Regions from separate parts of the Solanum lycopersicum genome. Here region 1 is linked to region 2. A link is a contact called in public promoter capture Hi-C data. All regions are on one chromosome and are shown on one strand. The core of a region is the stretch at or near the end of the contact, and the rest is flanking DNA. Distances in the headings are between cores, read along the strand shown. Region 1 holds the start of LOC101262218 (rhodanese-like domain-containing protein 14, chloroplastic). Region 2 holds the start of LOC101260733.

Region 1 (4,582 bases), core at 338-2,837, 190 kb before region 2:
GACTCAACAACTGCTTGAGTATATCAACTTGTTAGTTCATTGGATGTACAACGAAACATAATATGCATACTTTACTTATCAAGTGATACTATATGCAGTGGCGAAGTCAAGAATTCAAACAAGGGACTTAAAAAAGAAATGGACTATTTTTTTATGCCAAGGGGATCCAACAATTCGTATATATATATATATATATATATGCAAAAGAAATTATTTGGACCCTGTTGCACCACTCTGTCTCCGCCCCTGACTATATGAAGAGTGTTCTTACGTCGTATGAATTCAGGATTTTCTTCAGTTCCAGAAAATATGCCAAAAAAGGCAAATGCAGCCCTCCTAGCAATGTCCCAAGCTGTCCATTCCTTTATTAGCCTGTATATCTGGACATTAATAGCTCCTTCTGGATGAGCCTGAATTCCAAAAGAGCAACTAACACAGTTAGCAAAGTCTACTTCATATTGAATCATATTATCTTTGGGATATTTGAGCTGCTCTTGTTTTTGTTTCCTCTGCTTTCATTTTCGCTTGATCACAGAATCATGATTTATATTAGGGGATAGGGTAAATATCACCCCTCTACTTTCATTTATAGTCAGCTTTATACTATCAAAGTTACATTACATACTAAAATTCATGGGACTGTACCTCTTTGAACTCGGCTTCAGGTCGTACATCAAGAATCACAAAATTGTTCTCTTTCTGAAGTCTAAATGCTTCTTTTGCCTCAACACTCCTTACCTGAAATTTACATACTATGCCTTGTTAGATTCTCTAAACTAATAGGCATGAATGACAAAAAATTGGATTATCAATTCTTTTATGCATTAATCAATTGATGATCATAACTTGTAGTGTTTCCTTTTGTTGATGATATGCAAAACTAGAGAAAAAGAGAGATTGTTTTACCCTTTTCTCAAGCAATTTTGCTCTTTTAGTTGACCACTCTTCTTCAGCTACTCCACCAAAAAAAAACAATGGTTATAATAGTAAAAACACACAAAAAGAAGTCTTTAATCATAGGCAGGGCGAAGGGTAGTCCAGTGCACATCCTTTGTTAGAAAATTATGTAGTGTACTGAGGGTTAAAATATTGACTTATTATGAGTGTATATTTAATATTGTACACCCTTCGCTAAATTTCTGACTCCGCCACTAAATTATCTTATACCTGGTGATTTAGCAGGTTTAGTAGCTGCACATCTGATTCTGAGGGTTGTTGAAGAGTTGTTGCTGAAGGAGAATGATCTTCTCTTGCCTGTGGAAGCTAAGCTACATGTAACAGATGCTAATTCTATGGGAGTTGAGTAAAATCGATGCTGCAAAGAAGCAGAAGTTGAGCCTGCGCTAACTGAAGTTAGTGCAGCCATTAATGTTAGATGCTATAGATTATGATTTCTAATTATTGCAGCACAGATTGAAAAGATGCAAACTTGATGTGTTCTGGTTTATTCTCTTTCTTTTTTTTGTTTGTCTGGAAATATCATTGTAAATGTGGATATTTTTGGCAATCTGAGTTTGTGGTGATAGTTTAAAGGCAGTGGGGTTATTTGGATTTCATTATTGCCATGTCATCTGTCTTTTCTCTCTCAAAGATTATACTTCTTCCATTTCATTTATGTTTTTTTTTTTTAAATTTCATGTATAAATTCTCGATCAAACTTAAATTGTTTGGCTCGAATGATGAAAAATACTAAGACATAGGCAGTATAATGCAAGTCCACGTGAATTCACCATTTCAGGAGTAATTATTACTCATCAGTTTAAAAAGAATGACTTTCTTTTCTTTTTAGTCCGTTTAAAAAAGAATGATCATTTTTTTGGTAACTATTTTTCACGTGGCATGTTTAAGACTATAAGATTAAAGGACAATTTTGTATATTTGACGTAACTTTAATGTAGGACCACATGATTAAAAATCTTTTTTATTTTCTTAAACTCCGTGCCAAATTAAAGTAGATCATTCTTTATGAAACAAAGAGAGTGTTGTTTGTCGTGTATTATTATAAATTTAAGTAAGGGTGCGAGTGAATTCAACTTGTATAGAACCCAAGTATTCCTAAATTGTAATATTGGGAATTTGAACTGTCATTTATAGTACTCCATTCGTTTATTTGTCATATTTTGACTTGGTATTCATAAAAAAAAATCTATTGATATAATTATTTTACTAAACTATGTCTATTAAATGATATTTAATATTAAGAAATGATTTGAAGAAAGAATTTAATGTTGAGGGTAAACATGAAAAAGTATAATTATCTTTTTTTGATATGTCAAAAAGTGACACAAAAATGAAAATTCATTTTTTAGAAAGTCTATGCAGTATAACTTCTTTTATTAAGAGGATTTTACTAGACAACTCTATTAAAGTGAAAATCATTGACCCATTAGTTTAGAAGTGAAAATCATTTACCAAAGACTCTCTTTTCAACTTTGAGCCATAGACATTTCCCCTATTACATTTTAAGTAATGTCTCTATATTATGAGTTTGAAGTCAATTGGAAAAAAATAAAATAAAAATTAGAGTTACATTTCTAAAAAGGGCATTAAAATTGAGTACAAGATCAAAAAGGTTATATTTGAACAACTCCATCCAAATGTTGCTGTTTAGTATATATAACAATTCCTTAGATTGCTCTCATAATCTTACATTAAGTTTTAGCATAGGTTCAGTTAAACTATCTTAGCAGTTGGCTAGAGATTGGCCACTGGGCTACCAATGTATTATTTTGACCTGCAGTCCATTAAGACCAAAGCTTAAACTAGAATTGGCAGGGGCCGCACGAACGCAGGCCCCCTCAGCAACAAATTATGACGTAGGCTCGACCACTTGGGCCGACCTTAGGCAAGCACCCATCCAAAGTGCAATGGATGTCACAAGCTTAGGCCATGGATCTTCATGATCACCCATTGACCCCGTCCAGGTAAGTATGTTACTACATCCTACTTGGCCCATTATTATACCTCCTCCTTCCATCTCCATCTTCTCTATTTGCGGATGTGGGATAACTGAATTCTTCTGTATACATATTCAAGTTTTCATTGTTGAATAGATTAGTTTATTAAAAAAAATAAAATTGCAGTCTTACCCAACAACAAGAAATAAACACACTTTAAATTACGAACTACTATAATTACGGATTATAAAATATAAGTAAAATAATGAATTTACTTAAAATGAAAATCTTCGGGCCTTCGCAAAATCAACGGTCTCACCGGGAACTAGACAAGCACCTAGATGTAAATTCTCAGGCCCTAGCCCGAAATTCTTACTTCATAAGTAAAGGTAGAAGTATCACAAGTTGCCAAGTGGCAGCCTAATGTTAACAACAGTGGTGATGATTGTCTAATTACTTTTATTTTGTTACTTTTAGCTTCATGTTATTAACACGCGATTCAAAGATTAAAGATAAAATATTTTTCACAAAATCATTTTGGGAAAAAGGTTGAACGAATAACTCTACCTTTTACTTATTCCTAATATAGGTATGATTTTCTTTTCACACTAAATCATTTCAGGAAAAGAAAGAATGACTAACCATCCATTACTCATCTCTAATATATGAATTTTTTCACTATTTTTATTATATTTGAATCTGCCAAAGAAATTTTATGTAAATTAAATGGGTTGTATACGTAACAATCCTAATTTTTTAAATGTCAATTCCTAGCAAAATAATTTTTTGTTGACTATTCATATATGAGCTGCAATAGAGATTTTATCCACAATTATTTTTTAAAAATGTTTTTGATTACACTAGTTTAATAATACTTCTTCTATTTTTGGAAGATGATAAATTTGTACGAAGAACCTATGGATGGGATATACAAATATTAGCTAAAGCTTACTATTCATTTGTCATAAACAATTAAAATACTTAAATTATGGGTCAATAGTTAGTTAAATAGCAATTTTCAATAGATTGTATTATTTCACAATGCAAATTATGTAACCAATCACCATGTTACATGACAAAGAGAGAAATATACGAGCGTCCACCACTAATATATCTTTACTTTCTATAATATTTGATGAATTTAAGGAGAGAATAGAAACTTTATGTCTTCTCTTATAGGCGAAGCTAAATAAAGAATTCACTTAAAATGAAAAGTTGTTTATATATGAGAGATTTAATTTGTTCAACTCAATCTAAAATTACTTATAAATAACTGATTATTAAAAACAAAAAAATAATACTACTATAGTGCAAGGTTTATTTATTACAAAGTACTTTTAGTTTCTTAAAAACTATAAAATTGTTGAACGTGCATTATGTGCTTATATTGTAGTCATGATTTAAGTACTGTTAAATCAATAAATTACTGTTACTTTTATATAATGTGTGATATGTGTTGATAAAAATCTTGAGTACTCACTCAACCATTAAAAAACTATTATTTCAGTCTATACAATTTACCGTGTTCTTTTTATAACTCAAAGCAATCCAAACTGAAGATAAAAAATTATATGGATTGTATTTGGTGGAAAACAAAAATTATTGATGAAGTTCTTGATCGATGATAAACTCGTTAGATTGAGCAAAAATGATGTAGCTGACTCACTAATTTTTTTTTGTTAGTT
Region 2 (4,573 bases), core at 1,373-3,872:
CTATCTACTTCTCTTGCATTCTTCTTTTTATGATTATAGTCTTATGAGCTTGATTTCATAACACAATTAAAATACTGACCAAAATAATTAATTTTAAATTAAGGTTAACTGTAGTGCTTATAATGATCAAGTCAATAATAATCCATAATTGTTAATTGGTGGATTTCTTTAAGAGAATTCAAATTGTTTCAATATTATTTTAATTATAAAACATCTGTGCACTGTTTTTATTATTTTTTAATTTTTTATGGACTTTTTCTTGGATCAAATTGAGACCAATTTTTAAACACTCTACTTGTTTATTCAGATTTGATTCGACAAAGACACTTGACTTCTTTGTTGTAACAAAAAGATAAAAGAAAAAAAATCATTTAATCCTTAATAATGATTAGCACATTATTATGTTCAATGAGTTTAGTGGCCATGCCTTTCTTTTTTCTAAAATAAAGAAATATCAGCACCAACTTCTTTTGTATTAGCTAAGAATGACAGTCGGTGAAAGCGCTCGTAGTTTGATTTGAATTGATTTTAAAATAAAATTTAATTTAATTAATTTTTTAATTATTAAAATTAAATTAAATTAAATTAGATATACTTTATATTTAACTATTTTATTATTATTGGTTTAGTTTGAGTTTTCGGGTTTTAAGAAATATAATTATATTTTTCTCCTACAATTGGATAAGAATTTTTTTAACTTACAATATCATTATTAACCTTTTATTGTGGTTGTAATAATTTCTTAGATTATGGAGAAAAGCAATCTTAATATCAATAAGTTTTAGGGCCTGTTTGACATTGATATAGGAGTTCAGATACACTTTTTTTTTTTAAATTAGGTGTTTGACAAATTAGTAAAAATGCTATTAAATGAAAATAGAAATAATTTTTCTACCGTTGGAAAGAAACTAAAAAATTCTGTTTTTTACAAAAAAGTAGAAGCAGAATATTATTTTTTTATAATGCTAAAATATCTTTTCTGTATATACATATTTATCAATATATCTCTTTTTAATTAAATTAACATATCTCATAAATTTAGTTAAGTTTCATTTAAAAGTTTTATATGTTATTTTTATGTATTAAAATTTGTATGTTATTTTACAATTATGAATTATTATTTTATTTATTATATTACGTATTGTTTTGCACAATTAGAAAAAAGTATCAACAATATTTTTGCAAGATATAGAAAGAAAAAAATAATTCAAAGTTTTAGTTCTCCAAGGTATAATATTGATCGAAAATTTGAATATTCCATTTTAATTTAATAAAAAGAAAAATAAAACTATCTTTTTGTAATAGATATTAAATAATTCTCTGTATAAAAATAATCTTAATGATAGTACATTGATATTTGTTATTTTCCTTAATTTGACTCTCAAAAGTATTTAGCAAGTATTTGTCAAACACAATTTACTTATGAAAAATACTTTTCAAATAAATTAATCAAATACAAATTATTCTTTTCTTGTCTAAAAACACTTTTTTGAAAAAAGTTATTTTGAAAAAATATTTTTGAAAGTAAATAATTTTTAGCAATAATTTCAAACAGGCTCTTAATCAAGTAAATAAGAAATACAAAAATTATATGAAGGTAAGCTCATAATTATTTTCTTTGAATAAATGTGTTAGAATGTATAATTTTTTAAAAATAAGCGAGCTTAATAGATGGCAAGTTCATAAGCCTACTTAGAGGAAGCAACTTTTCATGAAAAAAAATATAGATGTTAGTTAAGACTATTTATAACAATAAATTGTATAATAAAATTTCCTTGAAAAAAGTATATATAAAAATATGTTGGGTATATCATTTATTAATTCGATATATTGTTTTTATTCGTCTTATTTTTAGTAAAATCAAATCAAATGATTTTAAAAAAAATACAAATCTAAACCAAATAATAACCAATTTATATTATTTATTCAGTTTTGTTGATTTTTTATTTCAATTGATTTTAATCAAATCGTGAATACTCCTAATTGCAGTTTGTCACTATGGCTCCCTAGTCAATTAATTCATAGGTTTCACTTTATTGGATGCTATCTCTTTATTAAACTGTTTATTAGAAAAAAACCATATATTATTAATAAATTTTTTTTATAATCACGTAAATATTTAAATATATTTATAATAGTAAAAAGAATTATAATACATTTAATATATGAATCTACTTTTATAGAATGAACTTACTACTTAGATACTACCAACCTTATTTCCTCAATGGTCAATAATCAATATCTTAAAAGAAGTTTACGATTGGCTCGGATTATGTCAAAGTAAATTCAAATACATCGAGTAGTAATGCTTATCATTGTATGGTCGGTTACATAGCAAAAATAAAATAAAAAATATATATATATAAAGATGTTTTTCTTTTTTCTGTAACTGATTCAATTTTAATTATATATAAATAGATATTTAAATAACTTTAGCTATATATACATAGATATATAAATTTATAGATAGAAAATACATTTTACGTGACGTTTTATATGACAATTCTAAGTAGTACATATGTGAAGCTAGAGCCTCACCGTCACGAAACAAATGTTTTGTTTTAGATGAGTGTACTACGCATATTCTGCTATATAAAACATGTGTGAAGCTAGAGCTTCACGTCACGAGAGGAATGTTTTGTTAAAAAGAAGAGTCATTCACTTGAAAATATTAAATAGTTAACTCCTTAAATAATCGAATCAAAATTTTAGTGGAATAATTAAACCTAAGTTAAAAAATATGTTTATATATTATATAGGAGAAAAGCTAAATAATAACAGGGGAGAGAGAGAGAGTTGTTGTAATGTTGTAAGAGAGAGTCCTGCAATGTGGGCAAAATAGGGTGGCGCACAAAGGAAGAAGCAAACAAGACTACACAGCATACTTTCTTTTACTCGTTTCTCGCTCCATTCATCATCACGTCTATCAAGGAATTTTCCCCTTTTTCTCTTTAAAACTTCCCCCTGTTTAAGCAACAGAGAGAGAAGTGTGTGTTTGTGTCTAGGGAAATCGCCTTTGAATATTTTCTTCTATCTCATCCATTCAATTCTGTAGAAACAAGCCGGACCCATGTGAGCAAATTTATCCTTTTCACGCCTTTCAATTTCGTATTTTTGTTTTTCTATCTTTGTCGTTTTCTTTCTTCTTCTTCTTCTTTCTCTGATTTATTGCTTCCCTATTAATTTTGCTTATGTGGGTTTTCATGTTTCCGTGAAAATAACTTATGGGTGTTTGTTGGTTTCTTTTGGTTTGGTGGCTTAAGGGTTCTGTTTGGATATAGCTATAGTGGAGTACTATAAGTTAAAAAAAAAAAGGTTCTTTTCTTGAAATTATACTGTGTAATTTATATTGTGTCTGGTTGGGATCCTTGCTGGATCTATTTGTGTTTTTTTTGTTTATTCTAATGTTAAAAGTACAGATAAAATTGCTGTTTACTTGGTAGTTGTGTTTGTTCTTTTACTAACTTGTAGTAGTTTTTTTTTTTTTTATAAAAAAAAATTCTTAGGCTTTTCGAGGAGAGAATAATTCAGCACATTGTAAAAGGTGATTTGTTGTGGTGGGGTTTCATGGGGTGAACTCAAAGGTATAATGGGTAGCATTAGTGATGATGAAGAATGTGTATTTTTTGATGCCTCTGAGAATATTGGCCAAGTACCTGATTTGGGTTCTAATGAACCCCAGGTGCTCAAATCCAGCTCCAGGATTGATAATTGTGTCACTAGTAGCTACCAGTATGATGTGTGGAGTAGAAGTCCCAGCAGTGTTAGAGAGCGTCGTAGGGAATTCTTTAGTTGGATGGGGGAAGATCTAGTGGATGTATACGGAAGTTCTGATTCTAGTTGTGAAATTGAAAGGATTATGGAGAGTAGTGAGGCTGTGGTGCGAACCTCAATTCTTGAAGATGAATTTCCTTCTCAGCAAGTTCATCTTCCTGGTTTGTCTGTCGGTGTTTTGGGTTCATATAAAGAGTTGGATTCAAATGAGACATTTGTGTGTCGGAGTGGCAATCCAGATGGTGGAAGTGAGTGCGATGTACATGATCAGGCTGAGACTAATCACGAAACTATGAAATTGGAACGCCAGCAACTTGGACAACAAGAATTTGAGGCCAATGGAGATGCTAGGAGAAAACTGAATGTGGTCAAGCGGAGTTTAATAAGTAGATTGCGATTACTGACGTGCATTGTAAATGACAGAGGGAGAACTAACAATTCAAAGATTGACAGCTCCAGTACTGTCCAAAGGTCTAGGGTTCAGAGGACTAAGGTTCACCACCGAAAGAAGCGATTAAATGAACTCTCTGGACTTTTTGTGGGGCAAGATATCCAGGCTCATGAAGGTTCAATATTAACTATGAAATTCAGCCTTGATGGGCAATACCTAGCCAGTGCCGGTGAAGATAAGATTGTGCGTGTATGGCAAGTGGTGGAAGACGAGAGATCCGATGAAGTCGATATTCCAGACTTAGATCCATCTTGCATGTACTTCACAGTGAACCATCTTTCACAACTTGCTCCTTTGGTGACAGAGAAAGAGAGAATCAATAAATTGAGGGGTCTAAAGAAAACAACA

The links. Promoter capture Hi-C pulls out the DNA fragments that hold promoters and counts their contacts.
Region 1: a contact with region 2 is called in a promoter capture Hi-C map of leaf, with 4 times the contacts expected there. The contact joins the promoter of LOC101262218 here to the promoter of LOC101260733 in region 2. A contact is called at or near these places in 1 of 1 promoter capture datasets (leaf) and 1 of 8 Hi-C or Micro-C datasets (leaf mesophyll).

Annotation. Positions count from the first base shown.
Region 1 is chr6:38,458,106-38,462,687 of SLM_r2.1, reverse strand. It overlaps LOC101262218 (rhodanese-like domain-containing protein 14, chloroplastic), which reads right to left and starts at 1,587. Exons shown (of 6, transcript XM_004240919.5): 1 at 1,168-1,587; 2 at 907-953; 3 at 646-738; 4 at 272-410; 5 at 1-10. The coding sequence starts at 1,366. LOC112941747 (U1 spliceosomal RNA) reads right to left here and starts at 2,932; the gene lies at 2,772-2,932.
Region 2 is chr6:38,267,874-38,272,446 of SLM_r2.1, reverse strand. LOC101260733 reads left to right here and starts at 2,622. Exons shown (of 8, transcript XM_004240913.5): 1 at 2,622-3,072; 2 at 3,507-4,573. The coding sequence starts at 3,590.